Regions from separate parts of the Mus musculus genome. Here regions 1, 2, 3, 4 and 5 are each linked to region 6. Evidence: chromatin contacts called from public ChIA-PET and Hi-C data. All regions are on one chromosome and are shown on one strand. The core of a region is the stretch at or near the end of the contact, and the rest is flanking DNA. Distances in the headings are between cores, read along the strand shown. Region 1 has its middle 19 kb from the start of Ifi206. Region 2 holds the start of Ifi209 (interferon activated gene 209). Region 3 overlaps Aim2 (absent in melanoma 2). Region 4 holds the start of Ifi206 (interferon activated gene 206). Region 5 holds the start of Ifi214 (interferon activated gene 214). Region 6 holds the start of Ifi203 (interferon activated gene 203).

Evidence for each region. A called contact is a pair of places that touch in the nucleus more often than the background predicts. ChIA-PET counts read pairs in DNA pulled down with a chosen protein or histone mark.
Region 1: a contact with region 6 is called in a Hi-C map of B cells, with 9 read pairs. The contact joins the enhancer-like site here to the promoter of Ifi203 in region 6. A contact is called at or near these places in 1 of 39 promoter capture datasets (embryonic stem cells), 1 of 484 Hi-C or Micro-C datasets (B cells), 2 of 115 datasets of contacts at active chromatin or transcription factors (CD8 T cells and large pre-B cells) and 3 of 9 other capture datasets (adipose tissue, liver and macrophages).
Region 2: an RNA polymerase II ChIA-PET map of memory CD8 T cells shows a contact between it and region 6, with 14 read pairs. The contact joins the promoter of Ifi209 here to the promoter of Ifi203 in region 6. A contact is called at or near these places in 2 of 115 datasets of contacts at active chromatin or transcription factors (large pre-B cells and memory CD8 T cells) and 1 of 9 other capture datasets (liver).
Region 3: a contact with region 6 is called in an RNA polymerase II ChIA-PET map of memory CD8 T cells, with 167 read pairs. The contact joins the enhancer-like site here to the promoter of Ifi203 in region 6. A contact is called at or near these places in 3 of 15 datasets of contacts at CTCF or cohesin (the NIH/3T3 cell line, large pre-B cells and pro-B cells), 2 of 484 Hi-C or Micro-C datasets (B cells and bone marrow-derived macrophages), 5 of 115 datasets of contacts at active chromatin or transcription factors (the 230-238 cell line, effector CD8 T cells, fibro-adipogenic progenitors and 2 more) and 3 of 9 other capture datasets (adipose tissue, liver and macrophages).
Region 4: an RNA polymerase II ChIA-PET map of memory CD8 T cells shows a contact between it and region 6, with 37 read pairs. The contact joins the promoter of Ifi206 here to the promoter of Ifi203 in region 6. A contact is called at or near these places in 1 of 39 promoter capture datasets (embryonic stem cells), 1 of 484 Hi-C or Micro-C datasets (B cells), 2 of 115 datasets of contacts at active chromatin or transcription factors (large pre-B cells and memory CD8 T cells) and 1 of 9 other capture datasets (liver).
Region 5: a contact with region 6 is called in an RNA polymerase II ChIA-PET map of memory CD8 T cells, with 16 read pairs. The contact joins the promoter of Ifi214 here to the promoter of Ifi203 in region 6. A contact is called at or near these places in 3 of 115 datasets of contacts at active chromatin or transcription factors (effector CD8 T cells, large pre-B cells and memory CD8 T cells) and 3 of 9 other capture datasets (adipose tissue, liver and macrophages).

What each region holds. Positions count from the first base shown.
Region 1 is chr1:173,509,181-173,512,329 of GRCm38.p6, reverse strand. No RefSeq gene overlaps it. Among named protein-coding and RNA genes, the nearest start is that of Ifi206, 19 kb to the right of the region's middle. Within about 2 kb of position 1,554, at least 17 of the 459 cell types and tissues checked have an H3K27ac peak or open chromatin away from gene starts, as enhancers often do. A contact at or near this core is called in B cells and CD8 T cells, where this site is marked.
Region 2 is chr1:173,628,703-173,632,137 of GRCm38.p6, reverse strand. It overlaps Ifi209 (interferon activated gene 209), which reads right to left and starts at 1,279. Exons shown (of 7, transcript NM_175026.3): 1 at 983-1,279.
Region 3 is chr1:173,439,957-173,443,135 of GRCm38.p6, reverse strand. All of the region lies in intron 2 of Aim2 (absent in melanoma 2), which reads right to left. Among named protein-coding and RNA genes, the nearest start is that of Aim2, 21 kb to the right of the region's middle. Within about 2 kb of position 1,640, at least 79 of the 459 cell types and tissues checked have an H3K27ac peak or open chromatin away from gene starts, as enhancers often do. A contact at or near this core is called in B cells, bone marrow-derived macrophages, effector CD8 T cells and 2 more, where this site is marked.
Region 4 is chr1:173,489,830-173,493,230 of GRCm38.p6, reverse strand. It overlaps Ifi206 (interferon activated gene 206), which reads left to right and starts at 1,913. Exons shown (of 8, transcript NM_001372437.1): 1 at 1,913-2,244.
Region 5 is chr1:173,533,850-173,537,392 of GRCm38.p6, reverse strand. It overlaps Ifi214 (interferon activated gene 214), which reads left to right and starts at 1,436. Exons shown (of 5, transcript NM_001024721.2): 1 at 1,436-1,721.
Region 6 is chr1:173,941,126-173,944,568 of GRCm38.p6, reverse strand. It overlaps Ifi203 (interferon activated gene 203), which reads left to right and starts at 2,077. Exons shown (of 10, transcript NM_001302649.1): 1 at 2,077-2,114; 2 at 2,275-2,339.

The DNA.
Region 1 (3,149 bases), core at 305-2,804, 430 kb after region 6:
AAAGAAAATATCTAATAAAAAATAAATTTAAAAAAATGAAAAAACAAACAAACAAACAAAAAAAAAACAAAACCAGGTGTCAGATGCATTCCTGCCTCACTGCCCTAGCATTCCCCTACAATGGGGCATCAAGTCTCCACAGGACCAAGGGCCTCTCCTCCCATTGATGCCAGATAAGGCAATCCTCTACTACATATGCAGCTGGAGCCATGGGATCCCTCCTTTGTTGGTGTTTTAGTCCCTGGGTGTTGGGAGCCATTAAGACAACACAATTGTCCTGATCTCTGAATTGGGCCTCTCCCCCCCCCCCCCCGAGAAGAAAAGGGGGTCAAAAGCGGGCCACCGACACACCGCTCCTAGAACAACCACAGATTGTTCCAGCCCTAAGTCAGCTCCAGATGTCCTGACCTCAAGATACTCTGATACCTCCAAGTTCCTGCTTCCCCCTGTAACTGCCTAAAGAATGTGCAATTCTATTGCTCCATCCCTCCTGCTGAGAAGTACTTCCCCTTTTGCTTGTGCAATTCTACTGCCCCATCCTTCCTGCTGAAAGGCACTTCCCCTTTTGCTTGTGCATTTAAACCTTGGGCCTGACTAATACATTGGGGCTTTGATGCAATTCAGAACGGTTCTGTGTCATTATTCGCACAAGACCCTCGTCTCTCTCTACCTCTGATTTGGTTCTTAGGAGAAGGTCCCCTGAGAACCTCGAATAACTGGACCTGCTGGATGGGTCACCTGGGAGCTCTGGGGTGTCTGGTTGGTTGATTTTGTTTTCTTCCTATGGAATTGCAAACCCCTTCATATCTTTCAGTCCTTCCACTAACTCCTCCATTGGGATCCCCATTCTCAGTCTGGTGGTTGGCTGAGAGAATCTAAGCATCCACATCTGTTTTGGTCAGACTATGGCAGAGCCTCTCAGAGGACAGCTATACCAGGATCCTGTCAGCAAGCTCGCTTGGCATCCCCAATATTATCTGGTTTTGGTGTCTGTAGATGAGACGGATCCCCAGGTGGGGCCGCCTATGCATGGTCTTTCCTTCAGCCTATGCTCCACTCTTCGTCCCTGAATTTCCATTAGACAGGAGCAATTCTGGGTTAATATTTTTGATATGGGTGGGTGATCCAATCTTTCAACCGAGTGCTGTGCCTAACCACTGGATATGGTTTCTACAGGTTCTATCTCCCCTTTGTTGGCTATTTTGGCTAATGTCATCCTTCTTGGGTCCTGGGAACCCCTTGCTTCCATGGCATCTGGGACTTTCTAGTGGCTACCCTTGTTTCCCCATCCTCCACTGGTACACACCTCCATTCAATTTCTGACCCTCTGTACTTCTCCTGCCCTCTCTGTCTCCTCCCACACATGATCCTTTTCCTCCTTCTCCTTTCTCCCTCCCAGGTCACTTCTACCCTCTACCTCCCATGATTATTTTGTTCCCCCTTCGGAGTAATACCGAAGCTCAAGAAAAAGGATGACCAAATTGTGGATGCTTTAGTCTTAGTAGTTATAATGGTAAAACCCACATAAAAACAGCCACTGAAAGTGTAGGAAGGAAACAGTGAGTAAAACTGAGAAATACTTGAAACCAAGGCTGAGCAGAATGAAAAACAAGCCTGCTTCACTGTGCCTCTGCTTCAAAACTAAAGCCCTGGCCAAAGAAAGGGGAAACTGGAAGGATATCAACATGGTTGACAGACAGAGAAAGGAGGGCATAAGTCCTAATTTATTTACTGTTAAATGTAAGAAGAAAATACCATAAGGTGAAGGGGCAATAATGGAAAGAAAGCAAAACAAAACAGAACCCCATATTATATATAGTATATATAACATATTATAGTGTTATTATATATTACATAACATATTATAGTGTTATTAATCTATGCTGGGAGCAGCTACACAGCCACTGAGATTTAACTTTTATTAACTTCCAAACACATTCACCTGTATGTTGTGTGTAAATAATTCTTTAATGGTGAAATAATTTAAAAACAAATTACACAAAAATTCTTTGAAAGGCTAGATTATTTATGTAATGTACTTTCAAATAGAACTCAGAAAATGTTTTTCAATAACTATCACAAAATTATAGAGTTGCCCTTTCAATAAAAAGAGAATATTCTGGGTTATGGATTTATCCAGTAAAATAGTACATTGTATTTCTTATAACTCATGTTCATTCACCATTCAAAAATAGTGTCCTAAAATATATTTTGTCCCATATATGTACACATGAACACACCCGCACTCAAGTATGTAGACATTGTACATCCCATTTGAATACAAGAGAGCACACATAAACTAATTTGAAAGAGCCACAAGAAAAACCAGACATTGATTTATGTTACATTTATATGGTGTCTCTCAGTTCCTAAGTGGACAAAAGGAAAATATCTGAAAAGAGTTAGAAAGTTTAGTAATATAACTGATAAACTTGAGAAGATTTTTCTAATGTGTGTTAAATCAACATTTAAAGTGCTTTGTTCAAATACACAGGATGGGCTATTCCAGGAGTGTACAGGTAGCTTGTAGAATAGAAATGTTTTTCACGTTAACTACATCTCTTCCCCATGTCTTAATGTAAGAAAATAAAAAACGCAAACTAACAAACCAAAACCGTGACATCTCCAGATGATGGACGTTTCCTCATAGTACTTGTTAAATGTGCTCATGAAACCATTAAAAGATCGTTAGTTTGAGTAGTTGTCCTTCTGAATCAGAAACATTTTCTACTGCGCATGCCCATCACCCTCGCCTGCTGTGTAATAGTGAGAATGCAGCTTCATGTCCAAATGTACTTTTGACTAAATACTGTTTCATGATAATTCTTTTGTTTCACTATTTTATGTTTTACCCAGTCAATCAGCACAGCCAAGAGGTTCCTTTGCACTCTTTAGCCAAGCTAACCAAAACTCTCTTCTTGTATTATGTTTATTTATACTTACACTTAGAAAGTTTGTTTTATGATCTGCCACAATCAAAATGCATTTGTGTTGGCCCAGGATCCAGTAAGGGTGGGCTAGAGAAGTTTGCTGTCTTCCCTAATGAAGCATCAAAATCATGCTGCTGAGGATTCGCTGCTCAGAGTGCAGCCCAGATCCTTCCACTTTCCCCTAAAGGAACCAATAATGGTATCCTCTGTGATGCTGAG
Region 2 (3,435 bases), core at 30-2,529, 310 kb after region 6:
GTGGTTGGGTGTGTGAGGGAGTACCCTCATAGAGGCAGAGGAAGAGGGGATGAGATAGTAGGTTTGAAGAGGGGAAACTGGGAAGGTGGATAACATTTGAAATATAATAAAATAAAATAAAAATAAAAATAAATAAAAAAGAAGTACATCCCTTGATTGTTAAAAATAAGTAAAATCTTTTGCAGTGATTTAGAAAGTTTAGCTACAATAATTAATAAACTTAGTGAGCCTGGTCTAATGTTCACAGAACTTTGAAATCAATTAAGAGCTTCTATCCAAGTCCTCTGCTGTGGTACATATATTCTTTAAACTGTTCTATAAATGTGCAAGATACATGTGTTCTAATTGACCTTCCATCACTCTATTACACTTCACCATTAGAGAACCAAAAGGAAAATAAAATAACTTTCCTGATGGTAGAAATTAACAATGGAAATACCATCTTTAGAGAGGTGTGAAGAAAGAACAACACAGAATGGGCTTGGGAAATGGTTAAACCATTTTGTGTTTATATATTATGAACCTGAGAAACTTCCTACTACACATAGTGATAGGATATTAGAAAATTCATTTCATGTCCAGAGGCACTTTTCATTCACAATAATTTTTCATGCCACTATCTTGGCTTTTTCCCACTCACCCACATATCCCAGATAACCATGAACTCCCTATCCGAGCTAATTATAGCCTTCACATTATCCACTTATTCAGATTTATGCTTAAAAAGTTCATTAAACTATCTAAAATATGCAAAATGTTTTATTCTTAGCTCATTCCTCTGTGGTGGAGGACTAAAGATGTCTGCTATCTTTTTGAGTGACTGACCCTAATCCGGCTGCTGTGGGCTCACTGCTGAGTGCAGCAGGCACCAGATCAGCACTGCCTCCTCCACAAGAACCAGCAAAGGTCTTTTCACTGTCCTTGTTGTTTTTACAGATGTAGCCAATATCTACCATATCTACAGAAAACAGGTAGAACTCACCTTGCTGGATGTTTCTCTAGGGATGTAAAGCTGAGATCTTCTACAGGGCAGGACTAGAGGCTTCTCCACTCCTCTTCCTCCTCTTCTCTTTTGTCCTTCTTCTTCTTAAAGTTTGTTGGGGACAGGGAGGAGTTGGTGTGTGTGTGTGTGTGTGTGTGTGTGTGTGTGTGTGTGTGTGTGTGTATGTGTATGTGTGTAAGAAGATAAACCAATAAATCTCTTGGGAACTGGAAAATGTAATCTACAGAAATTCTCAGGTTAGACTCACTCCATGGACTGAGGCTTGCTGAATGTCTCAGCTGGGTGTTGTTTTGTTGGCAGAAGAGCTAAGAAACAGGAAGTTCCCCTCCCGGCAGAGTGCATCTCTTTCGATTTACTCAGAGATTGAAACTCAACAGTTTTCTTCCTGTATACCTTTTAGTCACCATAAGAAAGTCAGAGACAGTTACACTCCATTGATATGTTTTGCTTTTCTTACAAATCTTACAGGTACAAGAACCAAATATAAAAGCACTGCATCCAACAAACTCACAAGTGAGTCACCAGGAATGTGCTCTCTTTTGAATAAAGATGAACTCCCAAAAGGCAAAGCTAAGTCACCAGGTCTCTTTCTTTCCTGCTCAGGATGCAAATGGCAGCAGGAGAAATTGGCAATTGCTAGCTGCTCTTGAATGAATTTCAAAAAGAAAAAAAAAAAGAAAGAAAGAAAAAAAGCAAAGAAAAGAAAAGGAAAGAAAAAATCTGAGATGAAATTGCTTTTGGTTTAAACACTTCACTCCTTTGTTAGTTCCCTGGACTTTCCAGAGTACCATGCTGTTAGAAACATATGACTCCAATCTCACGTAAGCAGAAAGGATTTTGGCTTTAGCTTTCCTCTTTTCTGTTACTACTACTACTACTACTACTACTACTACTACTACTATTATTATTATTAATTTATTTACTTTCAAAGACAGTTTTACTGTGTAGTCTTGGCTGGCCAGGAACTCTCTCTGTAGACCAGGATCAGTTTAGATTTAAATCTTTTACCCAGCTTTGGAAAGTAGTATTCTTTAACTGGTGATTGCCTTAATTAAGAACTTTTAAAAATGTGCCATCATTTCATGTTTCCATCATTGGGAATTGGATTACCTTGAAGTATTTCTGAAACAATATAGATGACTAGAAACTGTGGATTTGCTGACTAGATGCCATTTTCACTAGTTTCTTAGACTACATAAAATACTAATTATTCCCAAAAAGGAGAGAAGGGGAAGGAAAGCCAGAGAGAAGCTTTTCTTGGGAGAGCTAAGCCACTGGACTTGTGCTGTGTCTCCACCATTGATTCTGGTTGCAGCCCTTTATTCATGGTGAATGGAGGTTGGAAAATACCATCTTTATCTTTCTTTTGTTTGGCCAATGTAGTTTTTCCTTTTCCTTTCTTCATCTTTTGAACTGATTTAGTAAAGAAAGCCCAGGGGAAGTTGATCCTACTGTTTCCGCTCAGCTCCTGCTTATGTCTCAGTGGATTTGCCTATCCCTGCTGCAGAAGCCCAACATAGCCACAAGGTAGCCAAAGGTACCAATCTGGGACAAGCACTGTGGACAGTATTTGTATGGATCATTCCAAATTACAGCATCAGAGAAAGAAATTATGGTTTAATTTGTGATGTGGCAAAGTGGTGATATTACACTTTGACTTCTTATCCCTGTTGTTGTTGTCATTTGGTAGTCGATGCAGGGTCTGACTATGGAGCCCAGGCCAGTCTCAAAATGTAGCTCTTCCTGCTCTGGCCTCCTGAGTGTAGGGATCACATGTATGTACACTATGCCTAATTTCATCATGTTTTCTTTATTGCCAATTGACTTTATGAAAGGGACTTGCTCATTATCTCTGAGATACAGTTTTACTTATAATTAGATATTATCGCACAGGATGAATACTAATAATGGAATCAAATAATAATTAAACACGAGTATTAACTTATTTAATGTTTTAATGAACTTTTCTTTAAATTAATTTTTACTTTTCACTATTTTATATAAAATTACTTTTTTCCTTATTATTTTCCACTTTCACTTTTTTTAGATTTAATTTTTATTATTTTAGGTGTATGAATGTTTTTGCCCACATGTATGTCTGTGCAACACGTAAATGCCTGGTACCCAAGGAGGTGATAAATCTCCATGTGGTTGCTGGTAATCACACCTGGGTCCTGAAACAGCAGCAAATACTCTTAACAACTGAACCAACTCTTTAGCCCATAACATTAATTTTTATTTGAAAACTTCACAAACTTATGTGATTAATTCTGTCTCTGTAAGAGCCCAAGAATGGCTGAAGAAAGACCCAAGACTCAAATAGTATGCAAAAGCAAAGAGCATTTATCTTGCAGAAATGTCTAACTTGACAGGGTAAGCTATCCATACAAAATGGAGACAACCCAAAGAGATCGCAGGCCCCATTTATGCAG
Region 3 (3,179 bases), core at 391-2,890, 500 kb after region 6:
GTAACACATGAGAGAGAGAGAGTTACTCTTTTATTTTACCTTTTTTTTTTTTTTTGATCAGTGCAAGAGGACTAAACTATGGACATTGTGCATGCTAGGCCAGCAGCACTCTGTCACTGAATACCATTCCCATCCCCAAAGAGCTATTCTCCCAATGTTGACAGTACTATTTGAATTTTAAGTCAGAGCAATATACTGACTTGATAAAAACAAGGATTAAGCCTAAAATATAAGGGACTCTGCTAATTCTCGCTAAAGTGCTTTACCATTCCATCACCCCCAGGAATCATACATAATAACGTTAATGCCAAATATGATCCATAATAAATTAAATAACGCTTTAGAAATAGAATTAATTACTTCCAGCTAAATTGGTTTCGAAAGAATCCATTAGGGGGAAAAGCGCTTGAACGCATCAATTCCTTCTTAATTTTATTGTAACACAGTTTCTACTCTGTATCCCAACCTTCCCTTGACCTGGTGATTCACCGGGGTCACATCTCCAGGTACTAAAATTAAAGATGTGCACTACGTGTGCTGCAGTGCCTGGCTCAGGGTCAGGTTCTCAGGAAATAGGAATTCCATGAAGTAGAAGCCTACTTTTGTGAAATGGAAGTTATTTCATAATATTTTATATGTGCGTGCTATACATAATACATTATATGTAATCTATAACACATATATAATATACATATGGCCACATAGTGCATAATTGTCTCAGACACAAGGTTAAACTTTATTACTCAACCACTAAGGGCTACCCTTTCCCCAGGTTACCTCACAGAACATTACAGTAACTCTGACTCAAAGCCTAAGTTACTGGAGCTGGGATGAAATGAAGACTCGTAGTCAGTTGCTCAGAAACACATCCATCACTTCTGTTCGCACCTATTGTATTCTGCTAAGATGCCCATTTTCTTGCTCTTGCTATGCCTTGCCTTTTTAGAACATCTGGGAATAATTCTTTACCCAAGATACAAACCATTTTTTTTTAATTACGTATTTTCCTCAGTTACATTTCCAATGCTATCCCAAAAGTCCCCCATACCCTCCCCCGCACCACTTCCCTACCCATCCATTCCCATTTTTTTGGCCCTGGCATTCCCCTGTACTGGGGCATATAAAGTTTGCAAGTCCAAAGGGCCTCTCTTTCCAGTGATGGCCGACTAGGCCATCTTTTGATACATATGCAGCTAGAGTCAAGAGCTCTGGGGTACTGGTTAGTTCATATTGTTGTTCCACTGATACAAACCATCTTTAAGGATACAGGAAGATTAATCAAACCCTAGATGGTGGATCCTACAATTCTCCAACCCCATGGTTCCTATTTCTTGTTCATCCCATCCTTCCCTGAACCTGTTACACAGCTCAAAACACACCTAAATTTCCTTCCACAGAAGGATCAATAACATCAAATTGCTCAAGATTCTTGCTGCAAACAACAGAATTGACTCCAGCTAGCTTAATAAAGTCTTGTTTTCTTAAAAATAATAACCTCAGAGATCAGTAAAGGATAAAGGAACAAAGTCTGGTCTAAACTCACAGAAAAAGGCTCCCCACCCCTCCCCCCACCCACACATCAAACCACACAGTGAAACTGTTCTGAAGGAGGAAGCTCACTGCTGCTGTCACCTGCAGAATGCCAGGATCTGTCTCCACAGCCACTGCTAAAACTTCAGCACCAATGCTGCCTCGGTGTCAGCAATCCTATTGCAATTTCAGTTGCTGCCTGAAAGCTAATCACGCCTAAAGGAGCCATATTGGCAAGGGCTATGCCCTCCATGTTTCTGGTCCTTATACCAAAGACGTCAGACTCAAATCTCATCTGGAAAGCACCCGTTAGGGCAAGCCCTTGTCTGCTCCAGCCATCTGCACTGCAAAGGAAGCTGAAAGTTGGACTTACTTCTGGGTTGGGGAGGTAGGACTATTACATGTGAATTATTTGTAAGATGCTGGAAAGTCCCAAATGTGACATGTGCCCAGTAAAAACACAAAAAAGAAGGGGGAGGAGGAGGAGGAGGAGGAGGAGGAAGAAGAGGAGGAGGAGGAGGAGGAGGAGGAGGAGGAGGAGGAGGAGGAGGAGGAAAAGAAAAACCTATTTAAAAGAGGTAGAGATTTGAAGGCTAAACCCAAAATGCTGGGTCAGGGAAGCATTCAAAAAGTGTCATTGATACAGAAAAACAGGAAGAGGAGGAGCAGGGCAGGGCAGGTGATAAGAATGTGGGCTGCGTGCAAGAAGTGTTAAATTTGAGGTACTCATGAGATATGTAAATAGAGAGATTTAATTGAATTTATGAACCTGGAGCTTAGATGAAAGGTCAGAACTCTGGATAATGCAAACTGCATTAGAATGCAGATGGCAACTGATGCTGTGGAGAGGATGTGGCTAAGGAGGGAGGTGAGGTGGAAGCACCCCCTAGAGACTCAGGGAGCCATGGCACTGGGCAAAAGAGGAGCAAGGGAGGGAGACTGAGAAAGAAAGGTCAGAGCACTAGAGAACAGAAGCACAAGCTAGGGGGTACCAGAAGGCAGGATAAAGAAGGAGGATGGGGATCAATAGTGTAGCATACATTTGAAACTTGAGAAAATAAGACAGATCTCAAAGGTTCTCACTATACCCACGGTAAAAAGATATCTATGTAGGCAAACACACAAACACATACACATACACCATACACACACACACAGAGAGAGAGAGAGAGAGAGACAGACAGACAGAGAGACAGAGACAGACAGACAGATTAATTTTGTTCTATGATTATCATTTCACAAGATATGTACACATGAAGATACTACATTGTGTCCTGTTAACGCATACCCATTATCTGTGAATTATAGCTCAATAAAGGCAGCGAGTGGAAGGTTTCAGATCTTAAAAGTTCTACTAAGATTTAGGAAGCATACAGGTGGCTATTGCCTGATTTTCCTATGATATTTTCTATAATTTTCACCCCTCGTATCCTGACTTCTAGTCTAGGTTGCTTGGCGGATGCTGGGCCATACTGTCCTGAAGCAGAGATGAACAGAGACAGGAACAAAGCAGAGATACTGGCCTTTGAGAAAGCTGTAAGCTTCTGAAACCGCAGGATCATACAGCTTTGCTACCAAGTGGAAGGTTCCCCTTGCCTTCTGCCTGCACACAGGCTTTGTTTCTAGTGTGAGCTGTCCCTGCTCTCATG
Region 4 (3,401 bases), core at 664-3,163, 450 kb after region 6:
CGGGCTATCAAATAAGGCTGCTATGAACATAGAGAACACTTGCCCCTGTGGCATGGTGGGGCATCTTTTGGGTTTATTCCCAAGAGTGGTATAGCTGGGTCTTCAGGTAGATCTATTTCCAATTTTCTAAGGAACCTCCAGATTGATTTTTAGAGTTGTTGTACCAGTTTGCAATCCCACCAGCAATGAAGGACTGTTCCTCTTTCTACACATCCTCTCCAATATGTGTTGTCACCTGTGATTTTGATCGTAGCCATTCTGATTGGTGTAAAGTGGAATCTCAGGGCCATTTTGATTTGCATTTCTCTGACCACTAAGGACTTTAGACATTTCTTTAGGTGCTTCTCAGTCATTCGAGATTCCTCAGAATTGAAATCTAGGTTTAGTTCAATACCCCATTTTTTGATTGGGTTATTTGGGTGCTTGGTGATTAGATTCTTGAGTTCTTTATGTATTTTTGGATATTAGCCCTCTATTTGATGTGGGGTTAGTGAAGATTATTTCAAAATCTTTAGGTTGCTGATCTGTCTTATCAACTATGTTCTTTGCTTTACAACCTTGCCAGTTTCATGATGTCCCATTTATCAATCCTTGATCTTAGAGCATGAACCATTAGAGTTCTGTTTAGGAAATTTCCCCCTGTGCCAATGAGTTCAAGGCTCTTTCCCATTATCTCTTCCATTAGATTCAGTGTATCTGATTTTATTTTGAGGTCCTTGATCTAATTAGACTTGAGCTTTGTGCAAGGTGATAAATATGGGTCTATTTTCATTCTTCAACATACAGACAGCCAGTTAGACTAACACCCTTTTTTGAAATGCTTTCTTTTTTCCATTGTATAGTTTTGGCTTGTCAAGATCAAGTGATGGGAAGTGTGTGGTTTTATTTCTGGGTCTTCATTTCTATTCCATTGATCAACATGTCTGTCTCTGTACCAATACCATGCAAGTTGAATCACTATTGCTCTGTAGGAAAGCTTGAGGTCAGGGATGGTGATTTCCCCCAACTGTTCTGCTATCAAAGGCAGAGACATCCAAAAGTTGCCCAAGACTAGCAGTTGGAAAGCATTTTAACTCCCATCATTTTCATCCAGGTGACTGGTTACCTAGCTATGGCATTATCCTCTTTTGCAGACCAGCTGGCAGGCTCTCATACCATTATCTGCTACTTGATACCATTTGTTCCATGTTTCAGGATTACATCAATCCTTAATCCTTGAATTCTCCATGCCAGAAAAGTGCAGCAGGACAAGCATTATTTCAGTCCATAATCTCAATCAAAGCTCGAGGTTTCCCACTGACTCCCAGGCCCCAGGTTTCCCTGTGCTTACCAGTGAATAATGTAGAGACACTGAGGAAGCATTAACTTCACCATTGAAGGAGGACAGCTTAGTTCTATAATCAAGAGGGAGGTGGATAATGCCAAATGCCTTTCTAGCTATTTGAGGTTGCAGCTTGGAGTTGTGTGTTTGTAACATTATGCTGTGGCAAGTCTAGGTCTTGGGAGCTACTAATGGATGCATAGATGCTACAGGAATGACTTAAACCAGGAGTTGTTTCATCTCAGATTTTCCTTGAAACTCATTCACATGCAGCTGGCAACTGACACAGCAAAGATCTCCTGACACTGAGTCTGAGCAGAAAAGAAAGAAGAGACTGGGTGACTTGGCTTTTTTTGGTCTAAGTTTTCACCTTCATTCAAAGGAATGAAGGTTCCTAGGGATCCTTTTGCAAGCCTGTAGGACATGAGGATTATAAATCTAAATCTTGTACCTATGAAGATTTGCAAGAAACATCCTGAGTGTAACTAGCTCTCTTTGACTTTTTTGGTAATTGTTTACAGGAAGGAAACTCTTGAGTTTCTGTCTCTGAGGAAATCGAAAGCTATGAACCTTGTCCACTCCCCACAAAGTAGCACAGGATGAGAAACCCAGTTCCCCTCAGTCTGAGCAGCTGAGCAGTGACTCTACCCAGTGTCAGCTTTCCATCTCTCTCTGAAAACACTTCATTGTCTCAGAATTTCAGGAGATTACAAAATCCTCTGGTTCTCTTTCTGAGAGATTTACTGTTTACTCTTCATACACACACTCACACACAGACTCACACACACACACACACACACTCTCTCTCTCTCTCTCTCTCTCTCTCTCTCTCTCTCTCTCTCTCACTCACTCACTCACTTGCTCACTCACTCACTGCTTCCTGCCCTGCAAAACTGGATACCACTGAAGAATTTTCTGAAGAGGTGAGTCCTCCCCCTGCTTTCTCTGTGAATGCACACGACTACAGGTGAAATCCTTGTCGATCTTTAGGTTGAGAGAGAAGGAAGCCAAGCTGGTGGCTGCTACACTGAGCAGTGAATCTGCACTATCTGGATTCAGGTCCTTGGCTCATAATGATGCTAGGCATCCTGATTCCTCCACCAGTAAGACTGACCCAAAAAGGGGCATATTTCAGATTATAAAATACACGTTTTTTAGGTAAGTCTGGATAAGTGAATAAGAAGAGTGCTTTAGTTTTCTTGGCTGGAGAATGCTTAGAACCTGGTGGTTGTAGTGAGTGGCTGGGCAACAGACAAGTTTGTGACAGGAAAAATTGCCATGAAGCAATAATACTGAAAAAATGCATCTAGCCCTCAGGCTGCATTATCTATTATTGCAACCATACACAACCTGGGCACCAATGGGCATATGTAGTCAAAGATATCCCAGATTCATTATGATTGCAAACCTGTGGTTTTATTGACTTAAGAAGCACATTAAATGGTCTTCATTCACTTGTGCATCAAGTGAATAAAGTAATATTGTAGACATTGTTAGTCTGTATCATCCTGAAAGTTAATTGCTTTGGGTTTTTGTCTTTTTAGTTTTCTTTGATTTTGTTTTCTGGTGGTAAGACTTAGAAAAGAGTTGGAGGTTCATCGGAACTAGATGTATACTTCATACTTTTAGACTCTTCTGCAGTCCCTCTGTGCACTATGGTTGATCTATCACTTATTAGGTGTATTAATTATGCTGCCCAGACTTTCTAAAATTTTACAAAAGTTATGACCCTGTTCATTTAGAAATTAAGATAAATACTCCTAAATCATGCATTAAATTTTGGTTTTTTAAGTTATTACTGGACAATTCTATTATTAAAACACTTTTCTATTTCTAGGAGGTAAACTATTGTCATTCTTTTGGTTTTCTGAGAAGAATTTTATATTTTTGGTTCTAATTAAGACAATGCTAATATAAAAAAATCTGTTCTTATTAGTTTCTATAAAAAGGATTTATTTTATAATTTCCATGAATGCATGCCTTAATGGAAACATTTAGCTGCACATATTAAAGAAAATTTGACAAAGGATGTTAATTAACCAATTATATGTTAGTTCCTGTAGGGTAGGTTGAGGACACA
Region 5 (3,543 bases), core at 187-2,686, 410 kb after region 6:
AGGCATAGTGGAGAGCTGAATTTTGAGACTGGCCTGGGCTCCATAGTCAGACCCTGCATCGACTACCAAATAACAGCAATAGAGATAAGAAGTCAAAGTGTAACATCACCACTTTGCCACATCACAAATTAAACCATAATTTCTTTCTCTGATGCTGTAATTTGGAATGATCCATACAAAGACTGTCCACAGTGCTTGTCCCAGCTTGGTACCTTTGGCTACCTTGTGGCTATGTTGGGCTTCTGCAGCAGGGATAGGCAAATCCACTGAGACATAAGCAGGAACTGAGCGGAAACAGTAGGATCAACTTCCCCTGGCCTTTCTTTACTACATCAGTTCAAAAGATGAAGAAAGGAAAAGGAAAAACTACATTGGCCAAACAAAAGAAAGATAAAGATGGTATTTTCCAACCTCCATCCACCATGAATAAAGGACTGCAATCAGAATCAATGGTGGAGACACAGCACAGGTCCAGTGGCTTAGCTCTCCCAAGAAAAGCTTCTCTGGCTTTCCTTCCCCTTCTCTCCTTTTTGAGATTAATTAGTATTTTATGTAGTCTAAGAAACTAGTGAAAATGGCACCTAGTCAGCAAATCCATAGTTTCTAGTCATCTACATTGTTTCAGAAATACTTCAAGGTAATGCAATTCCCAATGATGGAAACATGAAAGGATGGCATGTTTTTAAAAGTTCTTAACTAAGGCAATCACCAGTTAAAGAATACTACTTTCCAAAGCCGGGTAAAAGATTTAAACCTAAACTGAGCCTGGTCTACAGAGAGAGTTCCTGGCCAGCCAAGACTACACAGTGAGACTCTGTCTTTAAAAGTAAATAAATTAACAATAGTAGTAGTAGTAGTAGTAGTAGTAGTAGTAGTAGTAGTAGTAGTAGTAACAGAAAAGAGGAAAGCTAAAGCCAAAATCCTTTCTGCTTACGTGAGGTTGGAGTCCTATGTTTCTAACAACATTGGTACTCTGGAAAGTCCAGGGAACTAACAAAGGAGTGAAGTGTTTAAACCAAAAGCAATTTCATCTCAGATTATTTTTTCTTTTTTGAAATTCATTCAAGAGCAGCTAGCAATTGCCAATTTCTCCTGCTGCCATCTGCATCCTGAGCAGGAAAGAAAGAGACCTGGTGACTTAGCTTTGCCTTTTGGGGATTCATCTTTATTTAAAAGAGAGCACATTCCTGGTGACTCCCTTGTGAGTTTGTTGGATACAGAGCTTTTATATTTGGTTCTTGTACCTGTAAGATTTGTAAGAAAAGCAAAACATATCAATGGAGTGTAACTGTCTCTGACTTTCTTATGGTGACTAAAAGGTATACAGGAAAAAACTGTCGAGTTTCAGTCTCTGAGGAAATCGAAAGCGATGCACTCTGCTGGGAGGAGAACTTGCTATTTCTTAGCTCTTCTGCCCACAAAACAACACCCAGCTGAGACATTCAGCAAGCCTCAGTCCATGGAGTGAGTCTAACCTGAGAATTTCTGTAGATTACATTTTCCAGTTCCCAAGAGATTTATTGGTTTATCTTCTTCACACACACACACACACACACACACACACACACACACACACACACACACACCAACTCCTCCCAGTCCCCAACAAACTTTAAGAAGAAGAAGGACAAAAGAGAAGAGGAGGAAGAGGAGTGGAGAAGCCTCTAGTCCTGCCCTGTAGAAGATCTCAGCTTTACATCCTTAGAGAAACATCCAGCAAGGTGAGTTCTACCTGTTTTCTGTAGATATGGTAGATATTGGCTACATCTGTAAAAACAACAAGGACAGTGAAAAGACCTTTGCTGGTTCTTGTGGAGGAGGCAGTGCTGATCTGGTGCCTGCTGCACTCAGCAGTGAGCCCACAGCAGCCGGATTAGGGTCAGTCACTCAAAAAGATGGCAGACATCTTTAGTCCTCCACCACAGAGGAATGAGCTAAGAATAAAACATTTTGCATATTTTAGATTGTTTAATGAACTTTCTAAGTATAAATCTGAATAAGTGGATAATGTGAAGGCTATAATTAGCTCGGATAGGGAGTTCATGGTTATCTGGGATCTGTGGGTGAGTGGGAAAAAGCCAAGATAGTGACATGAAAAATTATTGTGAATAAAAACTGCCTCTGGACATGAAATGAATTTTCTAGTATCCTATCACTAGGAAGTTTCTCAGGATCATAATATATAAACACACAATGGTTTAACCATTTCCCAAACACATTCTGTTTGTTCTCTTCTTCACACCTTTCTAAAGGTGGTATTTCCATTATTGGTAATTTCTACCATCACGAAAGTTGTTTTTGGCCATTTTGTTTTCCTTTTGGTTCTCTAATGGTGAAGTGTAATAGAGTGATGGAAAGTTAATTAGAACACATGTATCTTGCCCATTTATAGAACAGTTTGAAGAATACGTGTACCACAGCAGAGGACTTGGATAGAAGCTCTTAATTGATTTCAAAGTTCTGTGAACATTAGACCAGGCTCGCTAAGTTTATTAATTATTGTAGCTAAACTTTCTAAATCACTGCAAAAGATTTTACTTATTTTTAACAATCAAGAGATGTACTTCTTTTTTATTTATTTTTATTTTTATTTTATTTTATTACATTTCAAATGTTATCCACCTTCCCAGTTTCCCCTCTTCAAACCTACTATCTCATCCCCTCTTCCTCTGCCTCTATGAGGGTACTCCCTCACACACCCATCCACTCCTGCCTGCCTGCCCTGCCATTCCCCAACACTGGGGCATTGGGCCTTCACAGGACCAAGAACCACCCCTCCCACTGATACCAAATAAGGCCATCCTCTGCTACATTTGCAGCTGGAGCCATGGTTCCCTTCATGTATACTCTTTGGTTGGTGGTTTAGTCCCTGAGAGCTCTGGGGGTTCTGTTTGGTTGATATTGTTGTTCTTCCCATGGGATGGCAAACCCCTTTAGCTTCTTCAGTCCTTCCCTAACTCCTCCATTGGGGTCCCATTGTTCAGTCTGGTGGTTGGCTGCGAGCATCTGCAATCTGTATTAGTCAGGCTCTGGCAGAGCCTCCATAGAGATGAACTTCTAAATGTACCATGATATTCTGATCTTTCTATTATTATTATAAGCAAGTCAGCTCAGTCAGTCAACAATGTCTCAAGGGAGGGAGGATTAAAAAGAAAAAGACAATTAGACATTATAACATGACTCCAGACAGCGCTGACACTAAAGCAGGTTTATTTTTTCCCAGTCAGCTTTTATACCTTCTAGGTCCTTGCAGAGAACAGGGTCAATTTTTAAATCAAAGTAATCAAGAAAGGCTATGAACAAAGAGATCACACCAGGTAGGAATCAGCCAAAGCAATAAACAAAGTATCCTGAGTCATCATTTCTAGGGATTACCAAGACAAAAGGAAAGTCACACCTTCTTTGACTGTGCTTACCTCAATCCTAGCATCAGCCCAAATGCAATGCTCTTACTGATCCTACTTCCTCCTCTGAGCCCAGTGACAAGTACTGGCCAAATTTCTATAAACAGCACCAAAAGCTCTCCACCTTATTAGATAAATC
Region 6 (3,443 bases), core at 828-3,327:
GGATGGCCTTTGTTGGGCATCAATGGGAAGAGAGGCTCTTGGTCCTGTGAAGGGTTGATGCCCCAGTGTAGGGGAATGCCAGGGCGAGGAGGCAGGAGTGTGTGGGTGAGAGCACCCTCATAGAAGCAGAGAGAGTCAAGTTAGGGATAGATAGGGAGTTTCTCAAGGGGAAACCGGAAAAGGGGATAACATTTGAAATGTAAATAAATAAAAATCCAATTTAACTTTATATGCCTCAGTACAGGGGAATGGCAGGGCCAAGAAGTGGGAGTAGGTGGGTAAAAGAGTGGGTGGGGGAGGGTATGGGGGACTTTTGGAATAGCATTGGAAATGTAAATGAAGAAAATACCTAATAAAAAATGACAAACATGTCAAGAATAAAAATAAGTAAACAATCCTATTTTTAAAATCCTAAAAACATACAATATTTTGGAATGAAAGTAACCAAAGAAGGAAAAGATTTGCACAATGAAAACTTTAAAACAATAAAAGAACTTGAAGAAGTTAAAAGAAGACAAGAGGCTTTCCAATTTCATGGGTTTCCAAGAGCTGCCAAACACCAGCACTTGGAAAGCAAACCTCGATGATTTTCTACCCAAGTAAATCTGTGGACCCTGCCAGATGAGTGATGGTATCCCTGGAATCGCACTGTTTTTATATTGACTTTAAAGCTTCCTATAAAGCATCCAGTAGTAGTTGGTGTCCTTTTCCCCCATGTCTCACTATAACAGTAGTACAGACACCATCCACTATCCTACAAAGGAAGAAACAGTCAGTCAAACACTGCTTTAAGCTCTGAAGCTACCAGATGTTCAGCTTTTTTCCTTGAGTTTCCAAGGCTTCATCTGCTGGCACTACATAGCCCACAATCTGCTGTCTTTTCCCATTAAAAATCTCTCAGGGGTCATTTTCTTAATCACTTATAGAGGACAGTGAAGCTATAGTACAGAGGGCAGTTACTGCCCAATTACTTTTTTTTTTTTAAGCTGAGGTTGCAGTTGTATGTTTCTCATAACACTATGCTCTGGGAAAATATGGCCTAGGAACCACTAATGAATGAATGGATGCTTTGGAAAGTGCTTAAACCAAAAGTGATCCATCACAGATATTTCCCTATTCAGGAAATGTTCAAGCAAGTACTGTTGTGGTCTGCAGATCACAGCACAAAGCACCCAGAAACGGATCTCAGTTAAACAGGGCTGGTTTATTGAACACACACCCTAAGACTGATTGAACAGGGGCTCAGCTCAGATACAAGAGCTATTTTCCAGGGTCAGTTTATATAGGCAGAAAATCATAATGAGCTCATAAGCGGGTGAGGGGAGGGCTGTAGGGTGGTCAACCTTTTTCCAAGTCTTTTTTTTTTCAAGCTGTCCTCTATCTTTCTTTGCTCTGAGTGAAGGCTATGGATTGGTAATTTCTGATGATGATGACGACTATTTAAGCCTCAGAATATGGTCAACTTGACCTTTCTTTCAGTCAAACTTTTTCTTTTAATTTTAAAATGTTTTTATCTTCTTTTTTCTTTTTCTTTTTATTAGATGTTTTCTTTATTTACATTTAGGATGTTATCCCCTTTCCTGGTTTCCCCACTGAAGACTCCCTATCCCCTCCTCCCTCCATCTGCTCATCAACCAACCCACACTGGCTTCCTGGCCCTGGCATTCCCCATTACTGGCTGTGCCTACAGTCAAGCTGCTTTTGTGTCAAACAAGCTGGCAGGCATGAAACAAAAGTATTACAGCTAAGGTAGCAGGCTTCATCAATTCCAAGGAACAACAGACTCTGAGGAGCTCCCCTCTGACCACTTTCATATTGAACAAACAAAGAAGGGTGAGGTGGCTGAGTGACTCGCTTGTATCTCCTTGTGATTCATCTTCTTTCAGATGAGAGTGATTCCTAGTGACCCACTTGTAAGTCTACTAGACATAAAACATGCAGTGTTGCAATTTCTCTCTCTCCTGTGTGTGTGTGTGTGTATGCTTCTTTCTAGAAATTACATTAATAACAGGAAATAAAGTGCTCTATTTTAAGAGCTGGGGAAATCGAAAGCTATGAACAGTGCTGGGAGGAGCCCAATTTCATCTTAAGTCTCCCCAGGAAGACAGCACACTGTAAGACATCCAGCCCTGCTCAAGCTAGGAACTTACTTTAACCAGTTCTCTTGCCCCCCTCCCTGTTATTTTGTAAATACTACATTTTCTCAGCATTTAATGAGATTGCAATGCATTCTGGTGTACTTTTTTGAGTCATTTCTCTTTCTACTCAAAACAGAGAAACCCCATTTCCTGACTTGCTGAAGATTTATCATCTGAACATTGCTGAGAAATTTCACTGAGGTAAGTCTCTCCCCTTTTATATATAGAAGAGATAGCTCCATGAAACCCACAAGAACATAGGGGATCAGTGTGGTTCTTCCCAGTGGCTGGTGGGGAGAGCACAGATTGTTCAGCTGCCAGCAGGGCAGTGAACCTGCTGCAACAGGTTCTGATACCACATTCAGGAAGATGACAGCATCTTTCTTTCTCCATCCCTCGAGCTTGTGGTAAGAAAACATGAGCTTTGATTAGTGCAGGTTATAAAATTAGCTTCCTAAGTATAAAGTCAATAAATGGAAAACAAGAAGGCTTCAGTAGCCTGGGCTGGGCGGTGCACGGGAATCTGGTGGCTGGACTGAGTAAAAGACAGGTTAGTGATATAAAAATTTACTGTGATATAATATTCAGTGAAAACATGCATTTGAACAATGAGCTTCATCATCTGGTCTTATTTTAATATTAGACAGCATGAGAACTAGTGGACATGTGCAGTAAAACTTTCCTAAGAATCACAAATACAGTTATTCAAATACTTCCTGTTTCAATATGCATATGTAACTCTTTCTTTCTCTCCCCTTCAAAAAAGGGAGTAAGAATAGTATTTAGTCACTGAGAGAAACTTTTTGTCATCATGAAAGTTATTCTTTGTGATAGGCTAAATTTTATTTATTTTTGTTTTTATTTTGTTGTCATAAAATATAGGGACTATGAAGGTCAGTTAAATACAATCATTTCTGTTGTCTATTTTGTCTACTTTTAGGATATTTTAAAGGCTTTCTGTATCCTCTGGCATAGGACTCCGTGTGTACTCAAACTTTGTAATTTAAATGTCAATTTGAGATTTGTACCTGGATTAGACCTATCTTGCTAAGTTTCTCAGTTATCCTGCTCAAACTTTCCAAATTTTTCCAGATCTTTTTACCCTACTAACTTAGTAATGACTACACTGTCATATTAACTGTAAACCTGTGGGTTCTCCTTTTTATCTTTTTAAAAAATTTACAGATTTGTGTGCTCTCACAGATATTGAATGTATGTGATGTATATGTATGTGCATGGATACGTGTACTTGTGTGAAGATATATTCATGTTTCAATAGAGCTGTGAAATAATGACGAAGAACAT